Linked DNA regions of Mus musculus: region 2 is linked to region 1. The links are chromatin contacts, called in public Hi-C maps. All regions are on one chromosome and are shown on one strand. The core of a region is the stretch at or near the end of the contact, and the rest is flanking DNA. Distances in the headings are between cores, read along the strand shown.

What was found. Hi-C and Micro-C count contacts between places; a contact is called where the count stands out from the background.
Region 2: a Hi-C map of nephron progenitors shows a contact between it and region 1, with 1.8 times the contacts expected there. The contact joins two enhancer-like sites. A contact is called at or near these places in 2 of 484 Hi-C or Micro-C datasets (nephron progenitors and uterus), 7 of 115 datasets of contacts at active chromatin or transcription factors (CD8 T cells, bone marrow-derived macrophages, double positive thymocytes and 3 more) and 4 of 9 other capture datasets (adipose tissue, embryonic stem cells, liver and 1 more).

The regions. Positions count from the first base shown.
Region 1 is chr4:62,656,273-62,664,035 of GRCm38.p6, reverse strand. All of the region lies in intron 10 of Rgs3 (regulator of G-protein signaling 3), which reads right to left. It overlaps Gm52741 (a long non-coding RNA gene), which reads left to right. Exons shown (of 3, transcript XR_003955422.1): 2 at 2,383-2,469; 3 at 2,659-4,191. Among named protein-coding and RNA genes, the nearest start is that of Gm52741, 9.8 kb to the left of the region's middle. Within about 2 kb of position 3,300, at least 129 of the 459 cell types and tissues checked have an H3K27ac peak or open chromatin away from gene starts, as enhancers often do. A contact at or near this core is called in nephron progenitors and uterus, where this site is marked.
Region 2 is chr4:62,740,730-62,748,492 of GRCm38.p6, reverse strand. No RefSeq gene overlaps it. Among named protein-coding and RNA genes, the nearest start is that of Gm11211, 17 kb to the right of the region's middle. Within about 2 kb of position 3,787, at least 74 of the 459 cell types and tissues checked have an H3K27ac peak or open chromatin away from gene starts, as enhancers often do. A contact at or near this core is called in nephron progenitors and uterus, where this site is marked.

The DNA.
Region 1 (7,763 bases), core at 2,051-4,550:
GGAAGTGAACAGAGGGCAAGTCAGTGAGGAAGGAACATCAGAAAAGGGAAGGTTTGGTGCTGAAGACCAACTGGCTGATGTCAGGGAGCAGGCGACACACTAGACACACATACACTAGCTAGGGGCTCCTCACCTGACATTCAACTCTCACAAAGGCAGACTACATCTGGTCCCAGGAGTTCCCAGGCCCTGTGCACCCAAGGAAGCAAAGCTTCTGAAAGAGCAGGAAGGAAAAGAGCCTACCTTCTGGAACCTCCTCCCCAGACTTGGTGGCTACAGGACAGTCCTTTCTTAACTCCAGGTCTCTAGGCCTGGTAGTGTAGGCAAGGAAGAGAGGTGAAGACAGAGGGCTCCCAGACCTGCCCACATCTCAATTCTGTGACTCTGTGGGACTTCCTCACAGAGGGCCTGACAGGAAGAGGAAGAGGGGAGTCATCCCCACCCAGCTCCCAAGGAGCCCCCTCCTCTTCCCCTCAGCCATGTTCCCGCTGCTATTTTTAGAACAGTCCACAGGAAGCAGAGTGGCTCTACCAGCCCCCACCACACTGCATGCGGCCAGGCTCCAGGTAAAACACTGCAGCTCATTCATTCCCTTCCAGCCAGAACGTGCCCGGAATGTGTAGACATGCCTGCTGACTAGATAATCCCCCTCCCCCACCCCCGCACCATCAGCCCAAGTACCAACGGGGCAAGCTGCTCCCTCTCCATTATGGCCCAGGTTAGGGGGCTTTCTAATGGTCCTGCAATTGCTGAGTGAAAAGAGCTCTGTGCTCTAAGACCATTGAATCCCCTCTGCAGACCTTCAAGCCACCAACTATGTGCCTAAGTTCTAGCACCTATCCTGGTCTTGTTCTCTACAAATCGGCTTGTTCAACTGTTGCTCTCCCTGGAGGACAAAGGGGGCTTTTGGTTTTACATTCAAGGATCCTATGGTTTGACCAAAACCCCACTTACTCAGCATACTATACACTATATTCTCCACTTTAAGATATACATATGTTGGATTATGTTCCTAAAGGCTTCTGGGAGTTGAAGGTGAGTCTCAGAATACATTTACCATTTAAGACTGCCATATGTGGTGGTCCACCTCCAAGGCTAGCCCACACAACCCTTAATGCTCCAGCCAGAAAGACCACTAGAATACTGTTTTCTTGCAATAATGGCACTGATCCCAAGTAGGGAAGTGCTAGTGTGTGAAAGAACCCTCAATAGAAAAATCTATCTTTAGTTGCTATGTCTGAGCAATGAGTGACAGATAGCAACAGTAATGGAGAGCCACCACCCGGCAGCCTCTGACAGGGTCTGCAGAGCACACTGGAAACTGAAAGAGGTCAGTCAGATCGACTGACCCAGCTCTCCTTGAAAGCCAGCCTGAGGCTCGGCGGGCAAGAGGGCTGGTTGAAGAATACACCTGCGCGCAAACATGCATGAAGCCAAGCAACAGACCAGGGCACGCTGAGCCCAGTGCAGTGGAGGGCAGAGGGCTGGAGAGGGAAGGGGAAACAACAGAGCTGCTTCCCAGGGCAGCCGGAATGAGGAACCTTGGAGTGGGGAGGAAGGTAAGAAAGGGTTTCTCACATAGGTGTCTGTAATTGGGATTCCTTCTGCTATGAGCCAATAGGACTGGTCTGTGAAATCTAAGACATCTGCCTTCTTTCTTCCTTTAACCAATTCCCTGAGTCACGAGGTGCTGCTGACCCCAGCCCAATCTTCGGTAATTCCAGTGTCAAGAGTCTGGGTGTGGGTATTCCAGGCACAATGACTGTGATAAGGAACCTGAGTTGGTTCCTGCTTTTTGAAGGGTATAACTACTGTATGCCAGTCTTTATGGTCATTTCCTAGTATTCTGCACTCTGGTGACCCTGACCCTGGAGACTACCTGTATTCAGCTCCCCCCACCCCCCACTTTGTGTGTGTGTGCGTGTGTGTGTGTGTGTGTGTAAGGAAACAGATGATCAGAAAAGTGAAGTGATTTGTTCAAGGTCACACAGCAAGTACTAGATAAGTCACTACTCAAGACCAGGGCTTCTGAATCCCTACCCTGGTTTTCTCAGAGGCAGGTGTGTGTGTGTGTGTGTGTGTGTGTGTGTGTGTGTGTGTGTGTGTGTGTGGAGAGGGGTACCCTCAGACTTAGAGAACCAGGGTGTTATGATCAGGTTTTCTTCCCTCTGAGGATGCCTGCATGAGCGTGGAGATAGGGTTTAACCCTGGCCAGATTGCATCATAGATTAAGCCGGGTGTGGGCCTGCTGGTATCTGCATAGCCTCTGAAGCAAGAGTAAAACCTCTGAACCAAACCTCAGCTCTGGTCCCAGGGCTCATGGCCCTGGGCAAAAAAAAGCCACTTCCTCTTTGTGATCCTGTTTCTTCTTCTCTATTATAGAATAGAAGGAGGGACCCGCCCATCAGTTGAATTCAGGCCTCTGACCGCTACAGAGCATCTCCTATGAGCCATGCAACATGAAATAAGGTATGGCCTCCGCTTGCCCCTAAGGAGCTTGCAGGCTTTCCGGTGTGGCAGACCTTACTGCCTGGTTCACCATGCTAATAGGCATGGAACACACTCCTCTGGCAAGCACAGTGTGGGCGGGGACAGCCATCTCTGAGGCACACCTCAGAAAGGGTGTGTCAAAGAGGTGCTAAGCCCTGGTCTCCCTAGGGACTGCAGCCGCCAGGGACATTGAAAGTGAACAATGGTGTCAAGGAACAGCCTGCCCATGGGAAGTCACAAGAACTTTTGGGAGGGACACTCCCACCCATGGAGCCAGAAGAGCATGGAGAGTCAAGCTGTGACCTCGGGAGAGCCCTTCAACAAGGCACTGATGACCCAGCCCTGTCAGGCCTTCTCAGCTGGAATGAATGGTCTGTGGTTGCAAGGAAACAGTTGACCCACTAATGTGTGCAGACATTAGCTGTGTGATCTCAGCAAGTTTAACCTTTTGAAGATCCAGTACCTACAAACTAGGTAGAGCAGGAGTCTATTCTTAAGGGGATACCATACCACATCAGGCTCTAGTGAAGGTCAAAGAGAAAGCGAAGGGCAGGAGTTAGAAGCCATGCCTGGCTCACACAGGAGTGTCTGGCAGATCATCCAACACTCAATGGCTGGGGAGTGGCAGCCTTTCTAGAGACTAGCTTGGAGCAAAAGGAAAGTAAGACAGAGCACAGAGGCAGGTTGTTCTCTGTTCCTTAAGAGTTAAAAAAAAGAGAAGAAAGATGGCCGAGTCCTAACATAAAGCAGTCTGCCCTCAGCCTGGCCAGCAGTGGAGGGAGGGAGGGCAGGAGGTCTGGAGGCAGCCAGAAAAGCAGTGGAGCTGGGGAAAAGAATGCTCTGCGGAGAGGGAGTGGGAGGAGGGGGGCTGAAATCTGATCCCTTCGGTTCCCAGTTACTTAGATCTGTTGGTCTAAACCCAGTGGATTAGCAAAACCCAGGCTCAGATCCTGGCAGAGGGGAGCCCTCTTCACTGCATTTGGGTTAAGTCTCTATATTCTGTACCTATGCTCAGACTAGCAGGCCCGAGCCTAAGCTACTCTTCCCTGCCTCTGTCATCATTCCTTTACTGCCAGGGTGCCCCCATGACGGTGACCAATGATCCTGCTGAAAGCCAGACTGAGAAGGGGAAGGTCCTCCAGGGAGCTTGCCGCCGCCGGAGAGCATCTCTGCCTTTCACGGCAGACTTTTGTCAAATCCTGTGGAAATAGGTTTTTCTGGTTTTGTTTGTTTGCTTGTTTGTTTTCAACCTGGGCCACCACTTAGGAAAACTATCGCTCCTCACTTAATCTGTCTCCAAAGCATGCTTCCTCCGTGGAAGAGACCAAGATGTCTGAGACAGCCATCATTGTCTCCTGCCTCTCCTGGAGGCTCATGGGTGACTTTTCTTCCTTCTGTCCCTCAAAACACCTTTGCATCCACACAGGACAAAGGACTGGGTCTCTCACCAGCTGAGCCACCACAGGTTCAGTCACCTAATGCTTCAGAAGCCTTTACTGTTTTGTTCGTAAGATGTGTCTGTTTAGGGGAGTCTAAGCTCGGCGGGACCCCCCTGCCCTCTCCAAAGCGCATGCTCCCTGCAGGGTTCTCACTGAAGGAATGCATCCACGTGGCAAAGCTGCCCGTGCCTGTACTGTGGAGAACCTTCTTGGTGCCTTGGAGTTGACTGTGATTAGTAAGGGTCTTGATGACAGGAGTCGGAGGGGAAATTAATAATAATAATTATTATTATAATAGTAATAATAATAAGACATGTACAAATAAGAATCACCATTCTCAGAAGGTCTGTATAATTCCAGCTCCCAAAGGGCCAAAGGACTCAGGCAATGAGGGCTTCTATGAGAGATGAGCTTCAAAGGACTCAGAGTGGGAGACACAGAAATGGGATCCCAGAACGGGTAGGAGACTCAAAGAGGCACTTTGTATTCAAATCTCACAGATGGCCTTTCAACAATAAAGTGGCTGTGCTCCCGACCTCCCCGCTCCTGGGGCCGGAGACACCACCCAAGACAATTAGCCCATCAGGAAAGAAGTCGTTGTGTGCTTCTTAGCGTGATTTATGTGGCAGGGAGGGGGCCGGCGTGGTTCCCGTGATTATGACTCTCAGAGGCCACGCTGAGAGCTCCTCCTCCTCTTGAACAGCTGGGATGGACTGAAGAGCGGAGGCCACCGGGTCATATTTCATCCTCTCGGGCCCACGACACCAAATTAATTGTCACATTGATTTATGAAGCAAGATGGCCATGGTGCCGTGGCTCACCACAGTCATGGAGCAAGCTAGCCCAGGACTTGCCAGGAGTACCTTCCTCTTCCCCATCAGCCAGTAGGCCTGGGAGCTTGATGGGAGAATCTGTTCCACTCAGAAGTTGCTGATCAGGGAGAACGGCTCGTCCCCGGGGTGGGTGTTATGTTCAGATCCTCTTCTTGTCTTCTGTGCCCATCTGTTGGACAGAGGTCTGTGCCCAGATGCAAGCGAAACAAGATAGCTGATTTCCCACGCAGGTGGTCCTCCTGGGCTTCATGACCTCACGATCAATCATTAGGTGAGAGAATCAAGTGAAATCAAAGTGTGGTTTGCTGTCTGCACAGACCCGGCTGTTCGGATTTACCCCGTGGGCTGATCACTGGCTGGCAGTGTGGTGCTACACAACCCTTGAACCAAGCCAATCTTTCCTTGCTGGGCTGGGTGTTAGCCTGATTCCTGCAGAGTCACCCCATTCCCTGTTAGACTGATAACTCAGCATGGCTCATTTTTCCAAAGTTGGAAGGAAAATAAGGGACATGCACTCTCCTGGGCCACCATTTAGGGGCTCAGGTGGCTCTGGTAGTTTAGCAAACTCAAAAGAGCACAAGAATCGTCCTTAAGGTACTTAAGACTCAGGTCTGGGGCTTCTCTGGCCTTAGCCATCACTGCAGCTTTCTGCCTCTGCGTGCTCAGTACCTAACCCGACAAATACTCTCTAGCATATGGCCCTCGTCCTTCCAATCCACAGCCTTGAGATTCTGTCCTGCTGGGTCTCTACAGTTAGAAAAGGGTGAGCTACCTAGCCCAGAGCATGGGAGTGGACCCAGCTCTCATTACTGGACCTGGGCAAGATTCCTTTCATGTTGTCTCTGTAAAGGTTGCTGAGCTACACTTGGTCCTGGCCACCGGCTGCTGCTCCTTAGAAGCCCTACAGAAAGCAAAAAACGGGAGTTCTCAGAGTGCAAGGCCCTAGCTTCCTTCTCTTAGCATGACAGGTAGAGCAGATACAGGTGATCTCTACGGAGCCTGGAAGCAGGGGAGACATGAACTTTCCCATCTTGGGAAAATTAAGCTTTACTGTTTCGGTGCTCATGGGCATTCCCAAAAGCTCAACTCTGGTCTGAGTAGAGGAATCCCTAGGAGGGAGGCCTCAAACCTCACGCCACCAAGATAGCAAGACCCAACGGAGCACGAGGGCAGGCAAGGGTGAGCTAGCATCACTCCTTATCCCAGAGCCTACCCTTCCAATACCTACCATCGCAGCGCCCTCTAGAACAAACCACCATCACCCCTCACCCTGGAGGCCTGAAGGGGAGCCCTAACCAGTCTCACAGCCACTTGGGCCCCTCCTAACTGCAATCTGATCTTGTAGATATGCACCGGGAGGAGTCTGTGACACCTTTCCTCAAGCTTCTTCCACTGCCTGGAACGCTCTCTTCAAAGTCCTTGGCTGGCTAGCTCCTCTCCAGCTCAAGCTGTATGGTTCCCCTTCATAGCCCACACGTAGCAAGGAGACATAATGCCCTGTCTGAAGACATCTGTGATGTTTCTGTACAGACCCTTGCAGTGTATGTGTGTATCAGTGTTGATTTATTTGGTGTTCTCTCCCTGTTGGGACGGGGAGGGCTGGGATCTTGATGGGAGCACAGCATCTTCTAGCACACACCCTAGCACAAAGGAGATGTCCCCCAGTACCCACTGACTGAGGAAGTAAATGTGTCCATTTGAAATAGGAGTGGGAAGGAGAGATGTCTTCCAGCAGGAATGGGTCACAGGCACCATCTTCCGTTCGAGTGCCCTCTCCCTCTTTCCTGCTGTGCCCAGGAAGGTGCCCAGGTGCCACTTAGCCTCCTGTTTTGGCGTCTTCTCCATCCAGGACTTCCTGGTACCAGTCTGCACAAACCCACAGGGTCCCTCATACCACTGTTCCTCCTGTTGCCAGGTCCACACACACCCTTGGGACCACTCCCTCCAGGTGACCCTAGGCCCACCATCTTGGTCTTCTGTTTTGGGTCCAGTTGAGATGAGGTTACTGTGTGATAGGGGAAGCCCCAGAGTTGCCAGAAGCATAGTCCTGCCCTTGGACTTGCTCAGCCAATCAGGGTCTGTCCTGATGAGGTAAAGCTTCTATCCTGGGTGGCACTGATGGAGGTGACTGGCCCCATCTCCTGCTGGAGAGAGCCGTAAGGGTGAAGTTTCTGTGGAACCAGACAGAACTGGAATTAGCTCGCTGTCCACTCTGATCAGGACTGCCTGAGTCCACAACCTGACTGGGCTCCTTTCTAAGACACTCAAATAGTTCCTGGCATCTCTGAGATTTATCTCTAGCTGTCGCAAGGCAGTGTCACGTCTGGAAGAGGCCTCAGTTTCCCTTCCAGGGCCCTGAAATCTGGCATGTGGCTACTAGGATATCTGGAAATAGTTGTTAGATGCGCTTGGGTACCAGTGTTGACCTCAGTAAACAGGGATACCAGTAAATTGTCCTACACAGTCATGCTAAAAGACAACGATGAAAGTTATAGCAGGTAGTTCACTGGGGACCTCCTGTGTGCTGCTGCATCCTGCACAGCCCCAAGTTCTCCCAATATCAAGTCTGTGCGGTCATTCTGAACTATCTGTTGCCATCCCTGGTTCACAAAGGAGAGGCTGTGATGGCTTTCTCCATAAAGCCCATGGAGCCCAGGATCCACTTGAGAATGGAGTTGGTCCTCAGGCCCCTGAGGGCTGAAACAAAACTACTCTTGTTCAGAAGGTTCTGGAGCCTGGCCCAGAAGCACCTGCATGAGTGATCCGTCAGTGCTGACTCTGAATGGACAGTCAGGACCCCCATGGACAACTGCCACAAGTGTGGCTCCCATTGCTCGGATCACCATCTCAGCGCCCCCATCATCCAATTAGAAGTCTATAAGGACCAGGATGGGGTGTCATTCATCTCTGTAACCCCAAAGAATCTAAAGCAGCGTCAGACACCGAGGACACATCCATCATGTGTACTTGATCAAATAATCAAAACGATATAGATCAGCCA
Region 2 (7,763 bases), core at 2,538-5,037, 84 kb before region 1:
TGGATTTGGAAAGCCATGGAATGCTTTAAATGGGGTTTATGGGCTACCCTAGTTGGAATATGGAAGACTTTGTTACTGAGAATGATTTGAATTGTGCAGACCTGGCCCAAGAGGTTTTAGTGGACAATTTCAATATGTGACTTAGAGACTGTTTTGTGGTATTTTGGTGAAGAATGTGGCTGCTTTTTGCCCCTATCTGAAAAGTCTACATGAGGCTAAGGTGAAGAGACTCAAATTAATTGCATTGACAAAGGAAGTCTCAGAAACACCCACCATAGACTTTGTTCACTGGTTAAGTCTCATGAAGAGCATTTTGAACAAGCGTAGCAAGCTTAGAAAGGAAAAATATAACCAGGTATTAAAGGGGCACCAGGAAGTGAAATGGAGCTGAATCCTGTGTTCTAGGAGAAAACAAATTAAGGGATTCTGGGGCAAGATCCCATCCAGCTAAACTTAGGTTCAGGCATGGTAGTACAGGCCTTTAATCCCAGGAATCAAAGACAAGCAGATCTCTGAGTTCAAGGCCAGCCTAGAACAGAGCGAGTTCTAAGTGAAAAAAAAAAAAACCTTAAATCCAGGCTTGATGGACCACACCTTTGATCCCAGTGCTTAGGAGACAGGTATGCAGATCTCTGAGTTCAAAGTCAGTCTACAGAGCAAGTTCCAGGACAGCCAAGCTTAGACAGTGAAGGAACTGGGAAACAGAAAGCTGGTGATGATATAATAGAACAAGGAGGCCATGTTCCTGCCCCAGCAAGCAGAAGAACTCAGCAACTTTGGCCACATGGCCCTGGCTTAGAGTCCAGAATAGAAGGGACTACTAGGACAAATGATGCTGGTTAGCTGGAGCTAAGAAATTAGTGGTAATTAAGAAGAGACCAGCATCACTGAGGTGAAACCTTCTGGGAAGTGTTTTCTGAGAGTACAAAGAAGCTGTGTTCCACAGATAGCCAAGGCTGTACCTTGTGCTGCAGCTGGACTTGGTAATGTGTAAGAGTCACCCAGGTGGTACTGGTTTTGAAGGCATGAAGGGGTCATGAAGAGCAGCTGAGGCTTGGCACTGTGAGAGGCAATGAAAGGCCATTGGTGAAGGTGCAGCCTCAGTTGCAATTGACAGCCAAGACTGAAGGGGTCGTGTCAAGAATTTGAGGCTTGGCACCATGAAGAGAGCCTATGAGAGGCTATTGGCAAAGTCAAGTTGCAGCAGAAGACCCCAGTGTGTTGGAGATGGGATGACCACCAAGAACAGCAGCAGCAGTGGAGTGAATCAACGTGAGCTTAGAGTGCTACAGAGGGCAGAGCTGGAGATGTGACCCAAGCCCTTTGGAGGAGCTCAGAAGATCATGTGTAGAACTCAGACATTGGAACAAGACGCTGTGAAGTTGAAGTTGCTTTGGAGATCCAAAGATGTTGAAGATGCCAGAGTCGTGGGATACCAGCAGAGGAAGGCTGCTGGGAATATGGCAGTAGAACATGATGGATCAGGATTCAGACATCCTTCTCTGGCCACCATAGGCATGGTGGTGGGGCGAGGTGGGGGGAAGCATGGGGTGGGGGGCAGGAGTTCTCACCTTCACACTTATGTACACAGCCACATACAAACCCACAACACCCACACACACACACACAGAGGAGAAAGCACTAACCTTCTAGGAAAATCATGATACTTTTTAAAAACGTGTTACATTTCTGATCATCACTTAGGCGATGAGGAAACACGCCTCAAGGGGAGAGGAGATGTTCCCACAATGCATCACACAAAGAACTCAGACCCAGAATCCATCCAAAGAATTCGTAAAAGGAAAGGAGACAAACAGCTCCCCACCAAAGGAAATTCAGATAGCTACTGCAAGCTGAAAAGATGCTCGAAGGTACTAGCCACACCAACTCAAAGTAAAATCGCAACGAAAGAAATAATACACCTGCAGGACCAGCAGAGACGAAGACTCCAGGCAGTGCGGACAGCGTGCACTGTGTGAGAGGTTCTATCTTGTTTTGTTGTTTTGTTCTGCGGTGCAGGGAAAGAGGGTCATTCTTAGAAACCATTGTCGTGTCCGCTGGAATGACATTTGCCCCAAAGCCAATGTCCTCTGTTCAGCGTAGATGACCACAGAGCAGTGAGGACTCTCCCTGGAAGGGGAGGGAGTGAAAAATCAGTACAAACATTTCACAAAATAGTTTGGCCTTAGTTATTCAAAGTGATGAAATGTGTATCCCACAACTGAGGACATTCTGTAAAACCAGCATGCACAAGGGCCCCAGGAGAGCAGAGGCCAGTGTCTCTCTCTCTCTGTGTGTGTGTGTGTGTGTGTGTGTGTGTGTGTGTGTGTGTGTGTGTAGTGGGGGGGGGGGGGGGGTAATAGGTTAGATGAGCATGTGACATTGTGTGCCAGGGTGACAGGCAAAGATGGAGGATGGGGGAGCTACGTGAGGACATCACATTGCAGAAGTCAAACACATGGAATCTGTGAACTGTGACACCCCACAGAGCATCCCAACAATGAACAATGAAGAACTCATTCCTCTGTTTTCAGAATGCCACAGTCGGCAACACCACTTGGTAAAGGGGCAGAAGTTGAGGTCCTTCTTCCTTACAGAGAGAGAGAGACACCCTGGGTTTCCGCCACAGCTACTGACACTCTAGTAGTTACTGGAGCTTGATTTACATCTGTTAAACAATGGGCATACTGGATGCTTTTCTCTCTACATAAACATCTAAAAAACCAACATGTTACAGTCAAGGCAGAGAAGAAAGGTCCTGCTGAGAGGCACACAGACAAGAGAGAGAGAGACAGACAGACAGACAGACAGGGGGAGAGAGAGAGAGAGAGAGTGGGGAAGAGAGAGGGGGAGAGGGAGAGGGAGAGGGGAGAGAGGGAGAGAGGGAGAGAGGGAGAGAGAGAGAGAGAGAGAGAGAGAGAGAGAGAGAGAGAGAGAAGGCAGGGGAAACCTAGGCAGAGCACAGGACAGGCCCTTGCTTTAACATTTGCACATTAGTCTAGTGTTCTGGGCCCACCAGACTCCCAAGTTCCCCAGAGAATTTACATTCCAGGAAAGGAGACCAGCAGGCATCAAATAAACACCAATTAAAATCTGCAGCTCAGGCTCTGGGGGTGGTCTAGGCCTTTCCTCTCTGCCTGTGGGAGGAGCCCACCTGAACCTGGCTCTCAAAGGTGGGCAGGGGGGTGGGGGGGGGGGATGAAATGGAGACTAGAGGACAGCAGCTGAAGGCTCCCTGGAGAGAAGGACTTTACAGTCTCCTTCTGTCCCCTACTGCTAAAAGGTCACTTGACTGTGTGCAGGGAACTGTGCAGAGTGGCCTGAGGCAAGTCACAGGAAGGTGAGAAAGGGTGTTTTGAGCTGGGTTTTGGAGGACTGGTAAGAGTTCACCAGACACAAATTATCAACTCATTAAGGATCTAGAATTTCACATCTTGCTCATTGATGCTGAAAACCTAGTCGTCCAGAAAGTAAAAACCAAGAACAGAAAAGTGTAGACATTATAAAGTATGACAGTAGAGAGCTGAGATGCACAGGTACGGGGGTGTCCTTAGAGCCCTGGGTCCACCCCACAGGTCAATGATGTCATTACCAGAGGAGAGAGGTGGCTGGTTGGGCAAAGCCAGAAGGCCAGGGTTCTGCCTGGGAAACAGCTGCCAAGGTTAGCCCCGCCTTCACCACACCCCGAGTTCAGGCTTCAGGGTCCCAGGAGGGTGGCAGCAGCGGGCCAGGGACACTGGAGCCAGGCACAATCACAGTGGGCAGCCGCAGCTGCGTGGCTTCGGAATCTGGTAGTTAGTGGGCGGCCTGAGGAGCCGAGCTGTCTCCCCTGTGTTTATCTGGCTCCATGGAGTAGCTGGGAACTTGATCTCCGTGGGGAAGCTGGCCTGGGTTGCCCTACCCAAGGAAGCCCTGGCCTCCCAGAGCACCCCAGAGATATCTGGAGAGAACAGAACCAGGAGCATATGAAGGGTGTGCCCAGGCCTGGGGTGAACCAGAGCAGCTCCCTCTGGGAGCATGCCTGCTGCTCTGACCATGGGCCAAATGCTTTCTGTGTAGCTTCCCTGCAAGGAAAGTGGTTTCCCTCTTCTTGAACAAGTTGGGGAAACTGAGGCTCAGAGATGGTAAGGAATTTGTTCAAAGTCACAGAGACAGTGCTGAGTTGGAATTCGGATCCAGCTGCTTGCAAAACCAGTGTCCCCAACCATTTTGTCGCCTTGACTCTGGGGGCCCTCCAGTCACTGTGGACCCTTCTGTGAACAGAGCTGGGGGTGGACATTGCCTGTCAGCCTTTCCTCCAGCCTCAGCAGCACCAGCTCTGGATGTTGAGCTCCTGGAGGCGGCTCCATCAGACCAGCTATGAGGAGTGTGTAACCATGGAAACAGGGTTTCACCTCTGGGCCCAGGTCTACCACCCAGTCAACACGCTGAACAGAGGAAGAATGAGAAGGACCTTCAACTTGAACACCTTGTCTCAGCCACTTTCCCACAGGGACAAAGCCAAGTTGCCCACTGCTAGCTGTGTGGCTCCAAGCAAGTGACATAACCTCTCTGATCCCTCAGTCCACTCCACACAATCCATGATGTCTCTCCCTCTCTCTCTCTCTCTCTCTCTCTCTCTCTCTCTCTCTATCACACACACACACACACACACACACACACACACGCACACGCACACACACACATACACGCACGCACACACGCACATGCACACACACACACATTCAGTAGTGATTGTTGGATTTGAACTTTGATATTTTTTTCTGTTTGTAGTTTTCAGATCCTTTCTTCCGTCATATGAGACATGTTTCCAAACAACAGAAGCCCCACACCCACTGCCAACATGCAAGACAGCACCAGGAAAGCTGGCAACCCCAAACTCCAGTGTTGATCTGAAACCTTACCCTTGCCCTCGCTCACAGACTTCTGGAAGCCTTAAACCTGTTTACAACACCAGACTAGAGTCTCCTGGGTGAGAAACCCGAGGTGGGTGAGCCAGGCATGGGTGGATTCCTAATCCCTGCTGTCTCCAGCTGTTTTCCCACGCTGGGGCTCAGTGGGGCTGGCTGCTCCTTCCCCGGGCCACCTCAAGGCCAGGAATGTCGCTGGTACCTTCCACCAGGAAATGCTGACCAGATTGCTTCCGTGCTCTTTGATGTAATCTGGAGTCTTTGAGCCCAGATGTCTCTGCCAGGCCTTTTAGGGAAATGCACAGTGCCTTCGTGACTGGGGAATTCCGAGGAACCCTGGTGGTCAGACTCTTTCTGACCTCCTCATAGTGATGCAAGGGCAGGTGGAGACAGAGGGAAGGTCATCTAGAGAGCTGTTGGCCAGGATCCTCTCAATTCCCTGTCTGTGGTTCCATGGTCCCTGCCCTCTGGGAGTTCCCAGGTCTCCCGAGGCAGGTACCCCCACGCCCCTAGGGGACAAAAGGACTCGGTTCTGCAGAAAGAATGTCCGGACCAGGACCCCTCCCCAGCAGCTTTCTCCAGGAATCTTGTGTCCCTGTTCTTTGTCACATAGTCTGTGACCTCCAGGGCAGAGTGTCCCTGTGGGTAGCCTCACCAGGAGAGCCTTGACTTGAATGAAAGCGCTATGAGCTGGGTGCACAAGTACGCATACCTCTCTCCACAACTGATAAGCGCGGCAAAAGCACACAGATCTGGTGCTTTCCTTAGCACGGCTTGACCTTTGACTCTGTGACCAGGCCTGGAAGCAAAGCAGCCCCCCCCCCTACCAAGGCCCACACTGGGTTCCAGAGCTGACCTAGAGGGACCCTTCTTCCTTAGGACAGAAGTTCTATTTGCGTGATGATGGGGCCTCACTACCTGTCCCTCATCTCCTGTGCTGTTAGAAGGAACCAGACCACAGCAGGGCACAGAGAGATAGATGGTCAGAGATCCAATGATATCTATCCCTTCGGCGCCCATGTGTCTCTGTGTAGACTAAAATGGGGAGAGAAGTCTGCCTTAGGGAACTGGCCTGAGTACCACCCCTTGTCACCTGATGAGACCAGGCTCGGGGAGACACAGCCCAGCAAATCCCGCATGGGGTAGTGCTCTGTTAGGCCTCCCCTCCTCCCTCTCCGGAACTTTCTGGTTGATCACTGCAGCCAAAGATCACCGTGGCATCCCTTGGTGCGTCTATTGAGACAAGCCTGTTAGCTTGTTCCTGGGCTACCAGGAGAGACTGTCCCCTGGAAGACGTGGGGACCGTCCGACTCCAGGTGCAGCGTGAAGGGACTTTGTAGTACAGAGTATTTTATTATCTGATTAGGCCCCTTGATGGGTTCCACATGGACCCACTCTTGGGTCCTCCCTCTGCCTCATGAATCCCATACCCCATGAGTATTGCAGCTCACGTAGATCTAGCCCCTTCCCGGAAGATTCTCTTAGGCTTGTTTCGGCAGGACTACAGGATCAGGCAGTATGCTGAAGATGGTGACCCTCCCAGACCTCAGCCAGCATCCCCTTTTCCTCCATTCCCCAGAACACTTGAGCTGACCCAGACCCAACCTCAGGGAACAAACAGAGGCTGCCTCTCCTTCAGGGAAAGGGGCCCCTGGCCCCCTGAGCCCCTCTCTCTTCAGGGATTTCTGACTAACCTTCTCCCTCCCTGCTCTGTTTCCTGGTGCTAGGCTCAAGGCATTCTCTGCCATTTCCTCCACTAAGCCTGCACCTCTGACACAACATTCCACGAGGGCACTCAGGCCCATTGTCCACAGTCTCCATTGTCCAGACAGGCGACTGAATACCTCACACTCCTTCCCTCCACTGTGGCTAGAGGGGCCCGCTGGGGTCTGAAGAGGACTGGGCAGTTGGCATTTGGGAGGAAAGTGAAACACAGAGGGCAAGAGATAAGGATTTACATGCTATTTTTCAATTAAAAATGTGTAATACAATATACTGTAATCATGTTTTCCTCCTCCCCCACCCCCCAGGCCCTCCCCTCCCCCCTGCCCACACCACTTCATGTTTTTTCTCTCTCCCCTCTGTCTCTGTCTCTGTCTGTCTCTGTCTCTCTCTCTCTCTTTCTGTCTTTCTATGTGTGTGTGTCTAACAAAAATAAAAATAGAATAAAATCAAAACAAACAAAAGATAAGCCCCAAAATTCCAAAACAATAAACAAGAACAAACCCCATGGAATCCTTCATGTCAGCCAACTGCTCCTGAGCACGGGACCTGACCTGGAGTGTGGTAAATGTTCCCATGAGACTCCATTGGAAAAGCTGGTTTTCCCCTTTGCCAGCTGGCATCAGTTGCAGGTAGCTCCTTTGTGATGGGTAGGGGTTGTGCCTACGTCCCTCGTCAGTGCTGGGGAGTTTTGTCTGGTTTGAACCTGTGGGGGTCTTGTACTGTCACAGTCTCTTTGATACGTGTGTCGATCAGACCCCTTGAGTCTGGAAGACCCTGGTTTTTGGTGCCCTCCATGTCCCCTGGTCCTCACAATCTCTCTGCCTCCTCTTCCATACAGAGTCCTGAGGGAGGCGCTGACTATGAATACAGCAGTGTGTCTCGAGCAGTCGTCTTATTGCCATGTTCCTTTAGCAGAATAATAGTAGCAGGTTTAAATGTATTTTTACTCATTCAGTTTATTCAGAAGGCTGGGGAATTCCCAAGGGCTTTGATCATGATAAGCACACTGAGCCACTGAGACACACCCCTGACCGACCCTATGTTCTACTTTGTCCTACTTATTGGTGATTTGACTATGTTTTTGAAGCAGAATTTTGCTATGTTGCCCTCATTAGATTAGCTCTCACT